Linked DNA regions of Xenopus tropicalis: region 2 is linked to region 1. Evidence: chromatin contacts called from public Hi-C data. All regions are on one chromosome and are shown on one strand. Each heading gives the region's core, a stretch centred on a gene start, on an enhancer-like site or on the middle of the called end of the contact. The rest is flanking DNA. Distances are from core to core; before and after follow the strand shown. Region 1 overlaps ccser1 (serine-rich coiled-coil domain-containing protein 1). Region 2 overlaps ccser1 (serine-rich coiled-coil domain-containing protein 1).

What was found. Hi-C and Micro-C count contacts between places; a contact is called where the count stands out from the background.
Region 2: a contact with region 1 is called in a Hi-C map of brain, with 2.6 times the contacts expected there. The contact joins two enhancer-like sites. A contact is called at or near these places in 2 of 5 Hi-C or Micro-C datasets (brain and gastrula embryo).

The regions. Positions count from the first base shown.
Region 1 is chr1:78,175,319-78,178,950 of UCB_Xtro_10.0, forward strand. All of the region lies in intron 1 of ccser1 (serine-rich coiled-coil domain-containing protein 1), which reads right to left. Among named protein-coding and RNA genes, the nearest start is that of ccser1, 85 kb to the right of the region's middle. Within about 2 kb of position 1,788, at least 1 of the 11 cell types and tissues checked has an H3K27ac peak or open chromatin away from gene starts, as enhancers often do.
Region 2 is chr1:78,255,506-78,259,137 of UCB_Xtro_10.0, forward strand. The region is part of intron 1 of ccser1 (serine-rich coiled-coil domain-containing protein 1); the gene reads right to left. Among named protein-coding and RNA genes, the nearest start is that of ccser1, 4.9 kb to the right of the region's middle. Within about 2 kb of position 2,031, at least 3 of the 11 cell types and tissues checked have an H3K27ac peak or open chromatin away from gene starts, as enhancers often do.

The DNA.
Region 1 (3,632 bases), core at 538-3,037:
ACCCGCGAACAGGGAGATTTGTCGCGGGCGACTAATCTCCCTGTGTGCCAGAGCCCTTAGGGGTGTATTTATTTAACATTGGAGACAAACATCACTGGTTATGTTGCCCATAGCAACTAATCAGATCTTTGTTTATGTTTTGTAACTTGTAGGTGACCGTTCAACTCTAATTGCTAATTGCTTGCTATAGGCAACATCACCAGTGATGTTTGTCTCCAATGTTAATAAATACGCCCCTTTAGAATGTTAAAGGAAAAGTAACACTAAATTTTTTTAAGTAAAAAAGCTATTCTACCCTGCACCAATAACTGTCCTATCCAGCAAACCACTTAGTATTTTAAATGCTTTAATAGAAAATACCTGCTAAAACTTGGCTTCCTGTCAATTACTACAGCGATACGGCGAAGGCTCGATCAATCGATTGTCGCACAGTGGATGCAGCTCCTTCCTTCGCCTTATTGCCGTAGTCCAATTGACAGGAAGCCAAGTTTTACCAGGTATTTTCTATTAAAGCATTTAAAATACTAAGTGGTTTGCAGGATAGGGCAGTTATTGGTGCAGGGTAGAATAGCTTTTTTACTTAAAAAAATTTAGTGTGGCATGTAAGCTTACATATATTGTCCAAAGTGTGGTGCTAACACCACATTTTTTGTAAAAATAAATTCTAAAAGCAATGCGCAATCTTTACCCTTTTTACACATTTTAGAAACAATAGAAGAAATCTTATTAGTTTGATTATTAAGGCTGCCGGTCTGATTTTATCTGTGCTTAGTACTATTTGCAAGAAATGCAATATAATTTTCCATTGTTGCAGACTTGACGTGAAGTCCAAGTCCAAGACAAAGTCCAAATTTAATTTGTTATATATTGGTGCACACCGGGAATAATTTAAAAAGTAACTTTTATTAGTTAAGTAAAATGAATACATGGTAGAACAGGTCGACGTTTCGGCCCTCATCTAAGGCCTTTATCAATATATATATATATACATATATATATATATATATATAGTAGATATAACAGCAGGCAAGCCAGACAGTCACTGTTCAGCAAGTTCACAAAGCTAAATCAGAGTCATAACTGATGAGTCTCTTTTTAGTTCTATTGACCCTAAGAGCAACAGATTTCCAATGAGGAAAAAAATCCTTGATCCCAATGACAAGCCACATGAAAGCAAATGCTACAGAAACCACATCATTAACTGCAAAAAAGCAAATCAACCAGTGAACACCTACAAAAGTATTTATTGGCTGCATTTATAGTATAAGGGACATGCTTTAAGCAAAATAAAAATAATAACCAATAGCCATTATACAACCCCAATAATATTTTACCATTACTATTAATCCCTGTCTGTCCCAATTTTTCCTGTAGTGCATCTTAATTTCCAGAAAGCCAGACAAATGAATGTAAGTCACCACAGACTCAGCATTCTGTTTAATTATTCAATGAATTTCACTGTTTCTGTGAAAAAGACATACATTTTACATATGCCTGATGGATTTAAGGTCCTTGTATTGCTGACAGCACAGAAAAAGAAATGAGTGACACATGAAACCTTGTATGAATGCCACTCATGATTTATTCTAATAGCATGACAATAGGTATGCCTACATCAGAGTATTGCATCTGACTGCATATTTCTTCCTGGTTATTGAAAAACACATAACAAACTCTGTCTATTACAGCTCACTCCTGGATAATGAAAAATGCATATTCCAGATGAAGGTGAGATCCAGGAGTAAATGCAGCCTACTATCATTTATTCCCCCCAAAAAATCCCTGTTTATGACTCTCTTTGTTTCAGCACAGGCTGCCAACAATATATGTTTATAGAGTCTCTCCCTCCTCAGAGATCAGCATAATAGTATATGTTTCAAAGCTGGAAAAATCAGCTTATTGTTAGCCTTTTTTTTTTTAGCCAAATTTTACCCTTCCCCCACCTTGTATTTAAAACTTGCCATTGGTGCATCAGCATTTCCAGGCTATCTTGAGTAGCCAGAAATTTGTTAGCAATAAATACTAAAAAATAAGGCTCATTTCAGGGCTTTTTTATATATTGCTTTGGGAATTTAAGAGTCATATTTACCTATTGTAAATGAGCAACTGCAGGCGAGTGCACTTGTGCCTGTAAGATTGGAAGGTGCAAGAAGGTCAAGGTGCAAGATGAAACATTGTCAAATGCAAGTCTCTAGGGAACCAGTATGTAATGCATGCTTATAGCAAGTATTTAATGCAGGTTCCCAAGTATCTAGTGCTCCTCCACTCTCCAGCTTATGCATATAAAAAGACATGCAAAATAGAGGGAGTTTCAGTGGTCTTTATTGATGTTTAAAAGTGTTTAATTAGCCTCAAGGCTTGGTGCTCCAAATTGCTGAGAGCCCAATTAAGCCTTAAAAGAATTCATATTAAGCTTTTAAGAAAGTTATGTTGGTGAAATGCACAACAGGGTGTGATTCAGCTATGCCTTTTGGATTGTGAGACCCGCTTAAATTGTACTGTGTGGTAAATTGCCTTGAGATACTAAATAGTATGGCTATTGCTTTATATTCTAAACACGATTTGGTGGATTAGGTTAAGTTCAATGTACCAATATGTTTAAGAATACTCAATTATTGTCATGGATTTCTATAGGGGAATCTTTTGATTCCCTGAGTGCCCTGGAACTCACCTCACCTATATAGCTGTTTTTACATGTGTCGTTCAGATTTTCTCTACATGTGTATTTTAAACTTTTGCAGTAATATAGTGTTTATTTAATACCTGTACCTCTGGAGACAACATTCTTTGGGATCCATTATTTTTCTGTTACAGATCCCATACCCCTTTTGTCCCAGTCTAAGGTTAGACAGTGCCAAACTGAGTACCGCCAAAAAGGGCAAGCAAGTATTTAACCAGAATTACCAGGTGCCAGGGACAGATTAAATTTACAGTGACAGGTGACTAATTTCCAACACTATATTTATTATATTATTATTGTAATAGTATTGTTGGCTATGCATATTATATCACGGATGCCCATTTTGGGCAATTGTTTCCAAGATGTGAATTATATTTACCAAAACTAATTTACACAAAGGATTTTGGCTGTCACCTTTGAGGGTGGTGACCTATAAAATGATGTAATTCTAAAATCTAATATTTATATGCAATTTAATGCATATTTATAAGCAATTCATCTATTATATTAGTATTGCTAACCTGCAGCTAACATATAACTTAACACGTTCTACATACCACCCTGTTTACACAAACAATGGGATAGGCATACTAGGTGGCACACTGGGTGTTTAAATACAGTATCAGTAGGTGTTTTCTTATCACACACTTTGACCCACTGCCTTCCATTAGGTTTTATCATTACGCTAATAGCTTTTCCATACACTACCTTCCCTAAAGAAATAAAAGGGTCAGGGGCAAAACAGTTCATTTATAAAGCTACAAACAACAGGAAATCAAAACCATTACTAACATCAGTGGCTTTTGGTGGGAGCAAAATTGCCCTAAAAACAGCATTCTCCCTAATTAGAAAATAAACACAATTTATCTTGTAAGACCTGATTTGCTTTACCAGTCATTGTTCTAATGAATCACAGTCACAAGAGAAAAAGAGAAATCTATTATATGTCAAT
Region 2 (3,632 bases), core at 781-3,280, 80 kb after region 1:
AAAGACAATATAAGTTAGTGGTGCAAATGGAACACTGCCACTCAAAAAGATAAAATCACTAGAATGCAGATAGCTTACCAAGCAAAGTATAGTTCGAGTGCACCAACCTCAAACCTTCAGCTATGGGAGCAGATACTGTATCTGTACATCAACAAAAGTTGGTTGAGCACTCATGAAATTCACAATCAAATTAATAAAGATGAAAAATGATTTAGTTAAAACAACTATATGCATTTGAGCTCATTCCCTACCATTGTCAATCTAGATTGTCCCCATCTAGATTGTAAGCTCTACGGGGAAGGGACCTCCATCCTCTTGTGTCTTTGACTCATTATTGCAACTGTATCTTGTATTTATTTGTATATATTGTTATACTTTGTATTTAACTATTATTATCTTTAACCCCATGTGTATTAATGTATTCTACTGTACAGCGCTGCGTACATAAGTAGGACTTCATAAATAAAGATACATGAATACATACATACATACATACATTAAAGGAGAGGGAAAGGTAAAAACTAAGTAAGCTTTATCAGAAAGGTCTATGTAAATACAGCTATAAGCACTTACAGAAAAGCTGTACTGAGTCCTCTATCAAAAGAAAAACAGGATTTCTTGTTACCTTTTTTGTAAACATGTACTTAGGGTATCTGACTTCATCTCTCAGAAAAATCCTTCATTCCCGGGGCCAGAGTCTGTGCAGTCTGTGCAGTTCTCTCCTCTCTTCCTTCTCCTGCTCCCCACTCCCATAAGAATTCATAAGAGCTCACTCCCCCTCCCATCAGAATGTGTGAGCTACCAACGGATAGAGCTGTAGCAAGAAACTACGGAGACCAAGCTAAATTGTCTGCTGCTATCTTAAACAAACGGATGGAGCTTGTAGGGCTTTCGGCAGAATAAATATAGCGTTCTAGGTGGCACTAATGTGGCTAATCTATTGGCAGTAAAATGCCAAAATTACTTTCCTTCTCCCTAAGCATAAAATAGTATATTTCATATACTGCACCTGCCCAAAGGTTCAGCATGCTTTTAACAGTAATGATCTAGGCTAGGCCTTAAAAGGTAATAAAAAATAAAGGATTTCCTGTCATATAAGCTGATTCTAGAGAGATGATTATTAAATTACCATGCTAATTGTGCTGGTTCATAGGTGCCATATAACAAGCATCTTAATTAATTACTAATCAACTTTGTATTGTGACATTGATATACTATATGTAAAGTATATTATGAGTCGGTCCCTATGCTCAGGTGAGTGACAGCAGCACAGAGCATGTGCAGTGCATCAGCAGAAATGAAGAATGGTACAGAAGCCCAATACATAATGCATAGCATTTCTGCAATACTTCTTTGTTAAGATTTAAACAAACACTAATATAGAAAAAAGAGATTTTGATTTGCTGCTGAGATCATGTGGAAATATGTGTTACATATTCCCATCCAATATGGCCTATGGAGTACAGTTATTTAAATAAAATAACTTTAATAACAACATTTTATAAAAAATGAATAAATGTTATATGTTATGCCAAAAGAAGTGTGAAACTAGGCCAAAGTTGCATTACTGACTTAAACTGTAGTTGACAGTAGCTGAGGTAAACAGTTCTACCAGTTTCTGTAAAAACTAATTTTATTAGGATAGAAAAAGTGTGGGTGGGCACATTCAGCCTTTGGTAAATCATTATATTAGATAAACAATGTATAAAGCTTTGAATTAAATATCTGACAGTTTACTCTATGAGATGTCAATTTAATTACAATTAATTTCCACTATACACTACCTTTGTACACATTAAGCACTCATTTACAGAATAACACCAAACAATATAAACGGTACAAATCAAACATCATCTAGCTACCAGTCAATATAAATCTCAAAGCATTCAAGCCAGCAATAGCTTTGGAGAAGGGCAGCACACAGTTTTAAGTATATAAGTAGTTTTCCAGTCCCAAGAGAGGAGAAAGAGCAATCCAGCATCCTGTTCCTATTTGCCTGAGTGGCAAGCACTTCACATACACTGCTCTGTAAGGAATTCCTTTAGCACACAACATCAAGCACTGCCCGGTGTTACTCAGATCTGTCTGTTACATGGAAAGTAAAACCTTGCAAGGCTGCGCTCAGACCTTCAAGCTTTAACAACCTTTGATATCTAACAAACAGGTCCCTCTTCATAATAATTATATCAACAAACTCCTGAAACTCCTTACGGAATTTCTCTACACAACATGCAGTGGCGTAACAAAACTTAGCATTATCTATAACAGAGCTGTACAGCCAGAGTTCTGTCAGCCAGGGGTAACCCTACAACATATTTTAATAGCACTAAGACTGCGCAAAAGCTCTGACCACATTGAAAGACATGATAATTTTATAATAACCTCATCTCCAAACATGAAGTATAAAGAATACCTGCAGAGCACTTATCTATAAGGTGTACCAAAATTTAAATCATAAACTCTATGAGGCAGGGACTGCTGTTGCTAAAATATTTTATGTACAGATCTGAATGAGATTTGAGATGGGACTCTATATAAAAGAAGCAATTGCATATCTTCTTTATATGTCAAAGATGTTGTGTTTTTGCAAGCACGTGTTTCTTCTTATTGTTACAAAAATGTGGGCTTGGTACAAAGGCAACCTGGATTTGAAAACATGTTTTAAATGACTGTTGTGAAAGTTTAAATAACAATGTCATAGAAAGTCATAGAAAGTCCAGGGCTGTGAATGTGAAGCCCAAACACTGGCCCCGCAAGCATTTTAGTTTGAGCTTTGGTGACAAACTGGGATTATATTTAAATACATTTTAATAGAAGGTTTGGTTTATGTACAGGCCCTTTTTATAAAAGTAAGTAAAGCCTGATTCTACCCTACTAAGTGGTAATATTTCACCAACTTCATCATATTGTGGATATAAAAAGATAGATGATAGATAACCACTATAAAAAGATTCTCCCTGGCACTCAATAAACATGAAAAGTAATACATAACCTTAAAATATAGGAACACCACAGGGGCAACATGATGAAAAGGAGAAGAGCCGCAGCCGAATGATCTTTTTTCTGACAATGTGTCCTTTCTTTGTTGCAGTAGTGGAGTCCATCTGTATAACAGACAGGTCCCTAGGTGATATGTCTGCTGCCCTTGCTTTTTATTGGAGGAGTTAAAATCAGCCAATGGAGAAATATTGAGGTACATTTAGAACAAAGCTTTTGCATAGACTAGATCTATAATGTTATGAATTTAGGTACATTACCAAATTGTAGCTCCCTCTACTGTATCTACACATGCAGCCCCAGCTTCTCTGTACTATTGGCTTCATTTTATATGCCAATCAGAATCCAGCCTATGTGTGCTGTTTGTTTTATATAAGTGGATTTGTCCCTTTTTATTCCAAACATGAATATGAAGCATTTTCTAAACAATGACATGGCTGTGCCATTTCAGTATGTAACCATAATCTGCATTACAAACTGCATTAGACATAAGGAGAGAAGAGCTGCTTCCTTTAAGGCAGGCAACGGTCAAGCATATAGTAATGTGTAAATTCAGCAAAATAAAACACTTTCGGTGTGAAGTTATAGTTATTTACAATAATATTTTGGTTACTATAAAGTAATGTTGACTGGAA